Regions from separate parts of the Mus musculus genome. Here region 2 is linked to region 1. Evidence: chromatin contacts called from public HiChIP or PLAC-seq data. All regions are on one chromosome and are shown on one strand. The core of a region is the stretch at or near the end of the contact, and the rest is flanking DNA. Distances in the headings are between cores, read along the strand shown.

The links. HiChIP or PLAC-seq counts read pairs in DNA pulled down with a chosen protein or histone mark.
Region 2: an HNF4G HiChIP or PLAC-seq map of pancreatic cancer cells shows a contact between it and region 1. The contact joins the enhancer-like site here to the promoter of Diras2 in region 1. A contact is called at or near these places in 6 of 39 promoter capture datasets (the 3T3-L1 cell line, embryonic stem cells, hippocampal neurons and 2 more), 10 of 484 Hi-C or Micro-C datasets (the C2C12 cell line, the N1E-115 cell line, adipose-derived mesenchymal stem cells and 7 more), 4 of 115 datasets of contacts at active chromatin or transcription factors (embryonic stem cells, forebrain and pancreatic cancer cells) and 3 of 9 other capture datasets (embryonic stem cells, liver and pancreatic islet).

What each region holds. Positions count from the first base shown.
Region 1 is chr13:52,527,333-52,532,103 of GRCm38.p6, forward strand. It overlaps Diras2 (DIRAS family, GTP-binding RAS-like 2), which reads right to left and starts at 3,504. Exons shown (of 2, transcript NM_001024474.2): 1 at 3,088-3,504.
Region 2 is chr13:52,478,609-52,483,318 of GRCm38.p6, forward strand. No RefSeq gene overlaps it. Among named protein-coding and RNA genes, the nearest start is that of Diras2, 50 kb to the right of the region's middle. Within about 2 kb of position 3,388, at least 38 of the 459 cell types and tissues checked have an H3K27ac peak or open chromatin away from gene starts, as enhancers often do. A contact at or near this core is called in the C2C12 cell line, the N1E-115 cell line, embryonic fibroblasts and 2 more, where this site is marked.

The DNA of each region.
Region 1 (4,771 bases), core at 2,254-4,753:
CTTATCCACTAAGCCATTTCGTGGGCCCCTTTTAGCTTTTAACATCCCCTGGCCACACGGACTACCTGATCTGTATTGAAATGTCTTGTGAGTCTAAGATCTAGTATGGGGAAAGAAAAAGAGGGAAAAAAAAGAGTATTGGTGTTTTTATACTGACTATACCTTTAAGTGGTGGGTTTTAATATATGAAATGTTAAATATGGAAACACTAAAATTGATTTCCCCGCTCCTCTTTCTCTTCTGAGGTGACTAATCACCCAATCTGAATTATGCATGGAGCACTCCTATCATGTGTCAACTGGACAGCACTGGTTTACAGGACAGCACTTGCTGCCCCAGGGTGAGGACTGTACAAAATCTCTCTCCAGAGCTTCATCAGAAGCAACAGCAAGGAAGAGAGAGGGGACATCTGCTCCCATCCCTTCAAAAAACGTCTCACCAGGTCAAGGAAGAGAACTTGCCTGCCGGGTAATCAAAAACTAAAGCATTATTTGGAAGCAAATAGATGATGTTATGTTCTTGCCTGCTGTGTGCAGGCATTTGTAAACTTAACTTTTAAAAGGCCACCAGGGCTGAAGAGACAGCTTGGTTGGCTTGGTCAGTATAGCACTCGCCGTGGAAGAAAATAAACCTGAGTTCATGTCCATGGCATCCATATAAAAGAGCCAGGCACAACAGCTCATGTCTGCTACTGAGGCATCAGAGTCAGGAGAGTCCCTGGGACTCATCGGCCAGAGACTTAATCAAACGCCGAGCTCTAGGTTAAGTAAGAATGCCACCAAAGAAGACCCTTGGTAATGATTCTGGTCACCATTCTAATTAATGCACATGTGTGTGCACATGTGTGCAGATGTACACAAGCATGTGCACATGTGTCCAGATGCACCCATGGGTACCTGCATGTACACACACACACACACACACACACACACACACAGAGCAATTTTGACAACATGGAAAGCCATCATCTTCACTTTTGATAGATCAGCTGTTTCCTGGAAAAATCGTTACCCAAATCAATTAATGTCATAGCAATCAGTTTAGCCCTGAAAAGGACACCTGTCCATGGCCAATGTGCTCTCTCCAGAAGCACGGATGATCAATAGGCAGGTTGGAGCTGGCTTGCGAAAGAGAATGGGATACTGGTTAGCTTCGTTGAGAAGGAAGTGCTGGCTGAGTACTTTCAGCACAGCGGAGGCAACCAAATTCTCTCACTGTCAAACAGAAACTCCCTGGTACAAGAGCATGGTGCATTCGTCTTGGACACACGATGCCTTTTATCTAAAGCCATTGACTGAATTCAACATGTCAACCATCCCTTGGTTGGACTACAATATATTTTCGACTACAAGAAGGTATATTTCTTTCTTGATAAAAAGAGCCCCATTAGTTTTTCAGAGGTTTTGTCTGTCCCCATCGGATGCCCACCATTTGTTGCTAGAATAAGTTGTTTCTAGGGAAGTATAGAATGCCGTGTGCCGTAGAAAACGGGACACATATGGGAAGCCGGTAGCAAGGTCCCCGCCTGCCCTTCTCAGGCTGAAATAGTTCTGTTGACAAGGCTGGTTGCTAGCCAGCTGCTGGAGTCCCCTCCCTGCCCAGCTTGCCTTTCAAACTGTGAGTCTGAAGCCTCCAGAGCACCCTGCTAAGGCACTCATGAAAAAGCTTCTGGGGGTTCCTGTATAAGCCCTACACACGGGTCCCCAACACAAGAAAACTGAACAGGATTCGGAGCCTGGCTACAGTCTGTGTCAGCCCTGCCTCTCCCCGCTCCTTGCCTGGGTTCTCCAGGGACAGCCACCTGCACTAAATGTAAAATCTTCAGTCAAACGGACCTCCTACCTGTACCACCTTCTGTTTCTCTGATATATTTGGGATGGGGGTGCGGGGGGTGTTGTGTCTTCTTGTGCTCAGGGCCCTCTCCAGTTCGAAGGGCACAGATAAAACTGAATAGTTTGCAATTTTAGGCAACAACAATTTCTTTTTTTAAAGTATGATTCCCATACAAATTTGTTAAATTTATTCTAATTTTATTCCCTTTTCTCTACCACCCACTCCACCTCCTCGAACCCAAATGCCAGTGGGAAAGAACACATCTAGACTGATCTGAGATCTAAAATACTTCAGCTTTTTTGCTGTTACTTAGAAAATAGTCATTTAAAATAATATTTTATGGGTTTTTTTTTCTTTTAAGCAAATCACAAAACTTCTGCTAGTATAAACTAGTATGCACGGGGGCCCGATTAAAAGCTAACAAGAACCAAAATGTGAAATGAATTCCTAAACAAGGCTGGCTGGGCACGGATTCCTCCACCCAAGTTATACTGTGTTCCACCTTTGAAGGCATGGAACAACCGAGATGTGTGGTGTCCAGTTCCAAAGATCCCCCAACCCCAAAGAATATGAACTGGGACATGGAATCGCAAAGCAGGGTGGGGAAGTCCAACCCTTGGGCAGCCAGCTGTCATTGTCCTCTGATGGAGACCCACGTTCTTCTGCCTGGACTAGATGCTGAGACTTGCCTGAGCTCCCACCGGGAGAAGAAGGGGAGTCCCGTGGATATCCCAAGCCTGGTCTTTAAAATAGGAAATGAGACATTGGGGCGGGTCCCTTTCCAGAGCGTTAAGTCTAGAGGTTGGGATCCAAACATCAGGAATCCCCTAGCCATTTCTTCTTGGCTCTGAATGTTTCTTTCTCTAGCTGTACCTCTTTAGGAGACTTTTCCTAAATCGATGGAATCTTCCGCATTCATTAGAATACCTGCAGTCAAAGAATTTCCCCAACCGCAACTCCTGTTAGGACGGGATCCCTAATCTTGGGTAAGACCCTGAGGTTTTGCCCCTTCAAAGCAATGTTAGGTGTTCAGTCTAACGTTCTCCCAACTGAGCTATGGCTTCGTCCTCGCCCTCCCCTCCTGGAAGGATGCAGGATGAGGCTGGCTGGTCCCCCTCTCCAAGTCCTGGGATACATACTGATCTTCAGCCCCAGAGAGTAATCCTGCTCCTCTGGCTCCCAGGACTGGCCAAAAGCGCCGGGCACCCGCGAGCTGTATCCAGCTCCAGCCGAGAGCCGTGGTGGCTTGCTTACCTGGGGAGAGCCGGCTCAGAGCCGCAGGTCTCCAGGCGCAGCTCCGGGACCCGCTGCGCGCAGCGCGATGCGGTGGCTGCTGAGGCGGAGTGCGCGCTGCTCCCGCCTGATGACGCTGTCAGCTGCCCTGCGCCCCGCACCGCCCTGTGCACCGCACCCCCAGTGCAATGTCCAGAGCCCTGCACCTCCAGTGCAACGCCCAATGCAACGTCCTGCCCCCTGTGCTGCCCCTCTCTGTCTGCCCCTCTCTGCCTTATGCACCCGCCCGAGCTCTCTGCACAGCCTTACAACCTCCAGCACCGCTCCCTGCACCGCCCGCACGCGCGCCTGGCCCTGTGCAGTCCTCCCACGCGGTGCTCTCTGGCTCTAGCCTCCCGGCCTCCGGCTCCACCCTCCTCAAGCTCCTGCAAGCACAGTGGTTGCTCGTTGCGGTGGCCTGCTTTTCACCGGGAGCCTTCAGCTGCCCTCTACCGAAAGCTTCTGGAATAGATGACAAGAGACTAGAATTTTCTGAAAATTAAATGAATCAAAAATCATTCCGTTGAAAGGACAGTGGATTCCTGTGTTTAAAACTATGCTCCTACCCTAGTGTACTTAATCACTGCTTACCACGCAATAAGACTTGGTCACTGGGCAAGGTTTCTGTTCCTGTAGCTGTGACAAAAACAAGCTAAGGAAAACTGGGTTTGCTCTGGCTCATAGTTCAGAGTAAAAAAGCAAAGCAGGAAAAAAAAAATCTTGAAATGGCTGATCACATCGCATCGGTAATCAGAACTTAGACGACTGTGGAAGCACGCTGCTACCGAGATCAATTTGTATAGTCCAGGATCCTGTACCCAGGAATGGTCTAGCCCACAGTCAAGACCGGCCTTTGCACAACACTTAAGTAATCAAGATAATCTCTCCTCCCACAAGCCTGAGGCCCGTCTCCAGGTGACTCTAGATTCTGTCAAGTCGACAATAGTAGTCACATGTGCTAAATCACAAGACAGCCTGTCACTTAGAGGTGCCAAGAAATTCCCTGCCTGAAAGGCAACCATACTACAAGAATTCAAGCGTTTTAACAGGACAGGGCTCTGACATCACCTCTTTGGGTAAGCTTGGGGGACCACGCTGCTCAGCAGCTTTTCATGACCATTTCAAAGAATTAACAGAGAGAGAGAGAGAGAGAGAGAGAGAGAGAGAGAGAGAGAGAGAGAGAGAGAGAGAGAGAGAGAGAGAGAGAGAATATGCTGTACTGACATTTTGTAAGCGCTGGACAGGAACATCTACCTATATCATACTTGCACTCTATGGCTGGAGGAAACTCTTTTTTTCTTTTTTTATCCTTATCTTTGTCCTTTGGTGATGTGGTAAAAGAATTACAAAATGGGGCCTGTATCTTCTAAATTAGGCTTAGCTTACAGATTCTGTAAGCTATAATATAGTCACTTTTCTGTTTGGGTAAGTTCTGGAGTCCTGTAATTTCAGAGGATATAATCCTTTGAAGTTGGTTTGCAAAGCAAATCTCTGCCCTGCTATTCACAGGAAACATGTTTGTTTGTTTGTTTGTTTGTTTTGAAATCTTACCTAAGATATGCTTTCACTATTTACAGTTAAGATAACATCTTTGTTCCTTAGTTCAGCTTGACTCTGGCCTTAGTGCTATGGCTACTAAAATAAGAAGGGAGTAGACCATTTTTAA
Region 2 (4,710 bases), core at 2,138-4,637, 49 kb before region 1:
AAGCAGGTGAAGAAGAGAGAGACTTCCTTCTTCCATTGTCCTCTTGTAAGCTTCTAGCAGAAGGTATGGTTCAGATTAAAGATGTGTGCCACCCTATACAGAGAAACCCTGTCTCAAAAAACAAACAAACAAACAAACAAACAAAAAAGTGGTTAAAAAAAGATGTGTGCCACCATGCCTGGATTTAGAACTTGCTCTTTCTCTGGCTGGCCTTGAACTCAGAGTTCTGCTTGCCTCTGTCACCTGGAATTAAAGGCTTGTACTATCTTGCCTGGGTCTAAGGTTTTTATGGCCACTATGCCTCAAGATCTGGATCGAAAACGTGTGTTATCCCATGTCAAGATCCAGGTCAGAAGCCTGTGTCTTCTTCCAGCCTCAATTTTTGGATCACAGGAGTGCCCTCCATTTCTGGGCTGTAGTTCGTTCCGGAAGTAGTCAAGTTGACAATCAGGAATAGCTGTCACAATATGCAAGAGTCAAAACTCTCCTTCATACCTCATAAGTGCGCACAATTATTTTGTGTCAATTAACAACTTGAATAATAGGAACAATGTTGGTAAATGCTGAGGGTAAAGCTGAATTCTGCAGAGTCACTATGGCTAACACTTACAGCATTGCAGGCATAACATCTGACAATGCCTCCTGGATTAAATTCAAGGATTCACCCATGTGTCCTTAGCGGCACTGGGGAAGACTCCGCCTCATTACCGGTCCCTCCCATTCCTCATGATGTAGACTGCAGACATTGCTTTCTGTAAAGGCCTCTCTGGTTGCCTGCACACTCAGCAAACTCACATCTCACTGACCATTCTTCATGGTCCCAGTCGCCCTCTGATCTCCACTGGAAATAAATTCATTTGCTGAGAACATTGGCATGTGGCCCGGGCCTACCTGCTAACCCAGGATCACCTCCTCATCTCAAGATGCTCAGCTTAGTCACAACGACAAAGTTCCTTAACCATAGGAAGTTATGTTCATCTGGTGTTTATAGGTTCCAGAGGTTGGGATATGGTGGCCATCTTTGAAGGCATTATCTCTCTACTGCCTTGCCCAGTTGAGTAAGACTTGATTGCTGGGCTGTGGTTTCAGTAAGAAGTAGAAAGCCGTTCAATCAAAGCCTGATCCTAGAGGAACTGGGATCAGGATCAAAGGAACTGGGGCGGTGGGGGTGGGGTGGGGGAGGGCTCTGAGCTTCCCCAGAAGACGAGCAGGGGCTGCACTTGACCAGGCTTCTTGTCTGCAAAGGGGATGAACATTGCAACCTTCCTCTATGGCCACAGTAGGTCCATGCCCAGTGTTTGGTGAGTGTCTGCTTTCCATCAAGCATAAGATGGAATGTTCAGTTGAACGTGGGAGCTATGTCTACAGGGACATGGAAGTAAAGGACTGCATGTTGTCACTTGGTCTTAAGAGAAGCAGTGAGCATCCTCTCTCCTCTCCCTTTCCGGCTTTCTCAGCTCCCACTCATGGATGTCATGAAATAACCAGACAGTAGGCAGGCAGTCTCAGAGCCTAATGTCGCATAGCAATTGCAATTTCCTCCAAGTGAAGCATTCCTTCCCTTCAGGCAGCTCCTCATGACTCCCAAAGTCAATTCCCAGGCCCTGCCCTCAAGGTTGTATGAGCAGTGACAACTACTGAGACTAAGGGACTCTCTGAACTGATTGTATGGGAAGCTCCGGGGATGTGAGTTATCACCCGTGCTGGGGTGAACTTTTTGTTGCTGCTGCTGCCTTTGAGTCAGCTGTGCTATTGTAAGTCATCCCGATACACTCTTTGGTGCACACCAGGCATGGGTACAAGTGTCTCTTTGGTCTGGCATTGGTGCCCTGTCTGAGAAAAACAGGTTTGTTCACAACGCCCCAGAAAGTCAACACAGCCTTTGGCTGCTTCCATTCTGATGCTAAGTTCTGGCTTTCCTGAGACCACTTCAGTTCTCATGATCTGTTCCATTCCCACGGTGGGGTCACTTCTGCTCGGTGGGTGTTCACAGCCCAGCTATCTACTGTTCTGCCCTATGTTATCATCAGAGTGCCACAGTTTTATGTATTTATTTACATTGGGGGGAACTTTAACTGAGGTTCTACAAACTTTTTATCATGTCCCGTCAACCTGTGAAAAGAGACAGAATCATTTTTTTTTATGTCATCTCTGTTTTATAGATGAAAATTTGGAAGCTCATCGGTGTCCAGTATGAGTTGGTAACAACACAGTCCAAGGGGGAAACCAGACATCAAATACACAGCTTATGGTGCTGGGTTCCAAGAATTTGCCCTGGAAAAAGGCAGAATAATGATGCTCAAAGAGGTCTACATGTTAATCCTGGATTCAGGAGATGCATTGGTCCATGTGGTAAAGGGACTTTGTGGGTGTGACTAAGGATCATGGAATAGAGAGGGCCTTAGTTTGATGTCCATTACTCTGATAAAATACCCCCAACAAAAAACAATTTAGGAGAGAAAAAGGTTATTTGGTATAATTCTGGGTTATATTCACTATTTTGGGGGGAAATTAAAGGCAAGAACTCAAAGCTTAGTGTCCATGGTCAAAAGAAGAGAGATGCATGCATCTCTCTTTTACTTGCTCTCAGATAGCTTTCTTCTCTCTTACACTGTTCTAGACCCCACTGCTTAGGGATTGGTGCAACCCAAAGCAGCCTGAGACTTTCTACATCAATCAGATGTCAAGACAATCCTCCACCACCACAGACATGCCCACAGGCAAACCTGAACTTGATAATTCCTCATCAAACTTTCTTCTCATTGACTCTAGCTGTGCCAATTGACTAACCAGCACAGAGAGATTATCTCGGTGTGTGGTTTGGATACATGGTTATAGCGGTGTGAATATGCTTGGTCTAGGGAGTGACATTACAAGGGGGCATTTCTCTTGTTGGAGTAAATGTGGTCTTGTTGGAAGAAGTGTGTCACTGTGGGGGTAGGCAATGAATCCCTCCTCCTAACCACTTGGGAGCCAGTCTTCTCCTAGAGGCCTTCAGATGGAGATGTAGAACTCTCAGTTTCTCCCGCACAATGCCTGCCTGAGTGCTGCATGCTTCCTGTCTTGATGATAATGGACTGAACCTCTGAACCTGTAAGCCAGCCCCAATTAAATGTTGTCATTATAAGCATTGTCTTGGCTGTGATGTCTGTTCACAGCAGTAAAACCCTAACTAAGACAATGGTCTTTACCAGAAGACCTAAAGGGACTAATGGAATTACCTAATCTTGGACTTAAAACTCTAGAACCCTGAGCCAAACTTTCATTTTGCTTCACCATCAGTCTGTGCCAGCTATTGCATCCCAGTGACACATGGCTGGTGACTAAGAGAAGACTAATTGCCACAGAGCCAATTACTCAACACTGAGCAATCTAAACAACCATTTGTTAGCCTTTCATTTCTATGAGTCAGGAATCCAGCCATGAACCAGCAGGATCCCCCTGGCCCATGGTTCCCTGTGAAGATACAGTGGAGCTGTTGGTCAGAGTGGGTAACCTAGCTAGCCTGCAGGGTCACAACCTCGGTCCTGAGTCGAAGATGCCTCTCTGCAAGGTACAGCAGGCTTACCTAGGGAGAATATGGGAGAACAAAACCAATTATATGCTAATCTGGAAGTGGCATCCTATCACTTCTGCCCTTGTCTGTCCATCTGAATGAGACCAACCAGACCAACTCAGGTGAAAGAGACCGCAATGGGAGTGAATATCAAAAGGTATTATCTGGCCACCAAGAGCCATTTAGGAGCCAGACTGGCAGAGATTCAATTTAAGATGAAGAAAGAATACAATTCAAGTTGATGCTATTTTTCTATGGCATCTGGAAAGGTATAGACCAAGGGCTATTATTTCTTTTAAATTGAATGAGAGTGAAGAACAAGAAAATGAACTAGGTGTGCAAGTGCACACTTGTAATTCCAGCATTAAGGGGGCTGGGATGAATGAACAGCAAGCTCGAGGTCGGGCTGGGTTATGAGACTGACTCAGAAGAATATAAAGAAAAGTAGATGGAAGAGGGAGAAGGGGTGGGGAGGAAGAGGGAGAGGAGGAGGAGGAAGAAGAGGAGGAGGAGGAGGAGGCGGCAAGAGCCAGAGCAACCCTAGATGACAGTAATCAGAACATGGTTGAGGGACATGGTGGTAAGAAGAAAGCCAAGCTGCTGATGGAAACACTGAGAGTAAAGGCAAGGAATGACCAAGGAAGACACTTGATGTCAGCCTCAGGGCTCCACACGCACACATCCCATATATACAGGCATTCACACATGCCACACATACTACTCCAGAGAAAAGAAAACAAAAGAAAGGCAAGAAAAAAAATAGAGCTTACTCAGGAGGCTTCAGACAAGAACAAAGACTCAATCAGGGATTGGACTAGTTGTCATTCATATATGTAACCCTCCTGCAAAACAAAACAAAACAAATAAACAAACAAAACTGTCAACATGATGCCCATGTGCTGAAAATTTAAGTGATGTTAAATATAGAAGCAATAGACCAACCAGACCAGCTTATTTATCAAGGGAAATTTTATGAGAGCATGGTAGCCAAGCTGCAACATGGTTGCTACTTGATGCATTTATCCAGAATTATAGTGATAATTCAGAGCAGAAAGAAGAGAAGACAAATAGGGGAAATGTACAGTTTGGTGAGGAAAAAGGACATACACATTAAAAGCTGTAGACAAAGCACTTCTTATTGTTAAAGAAACAGG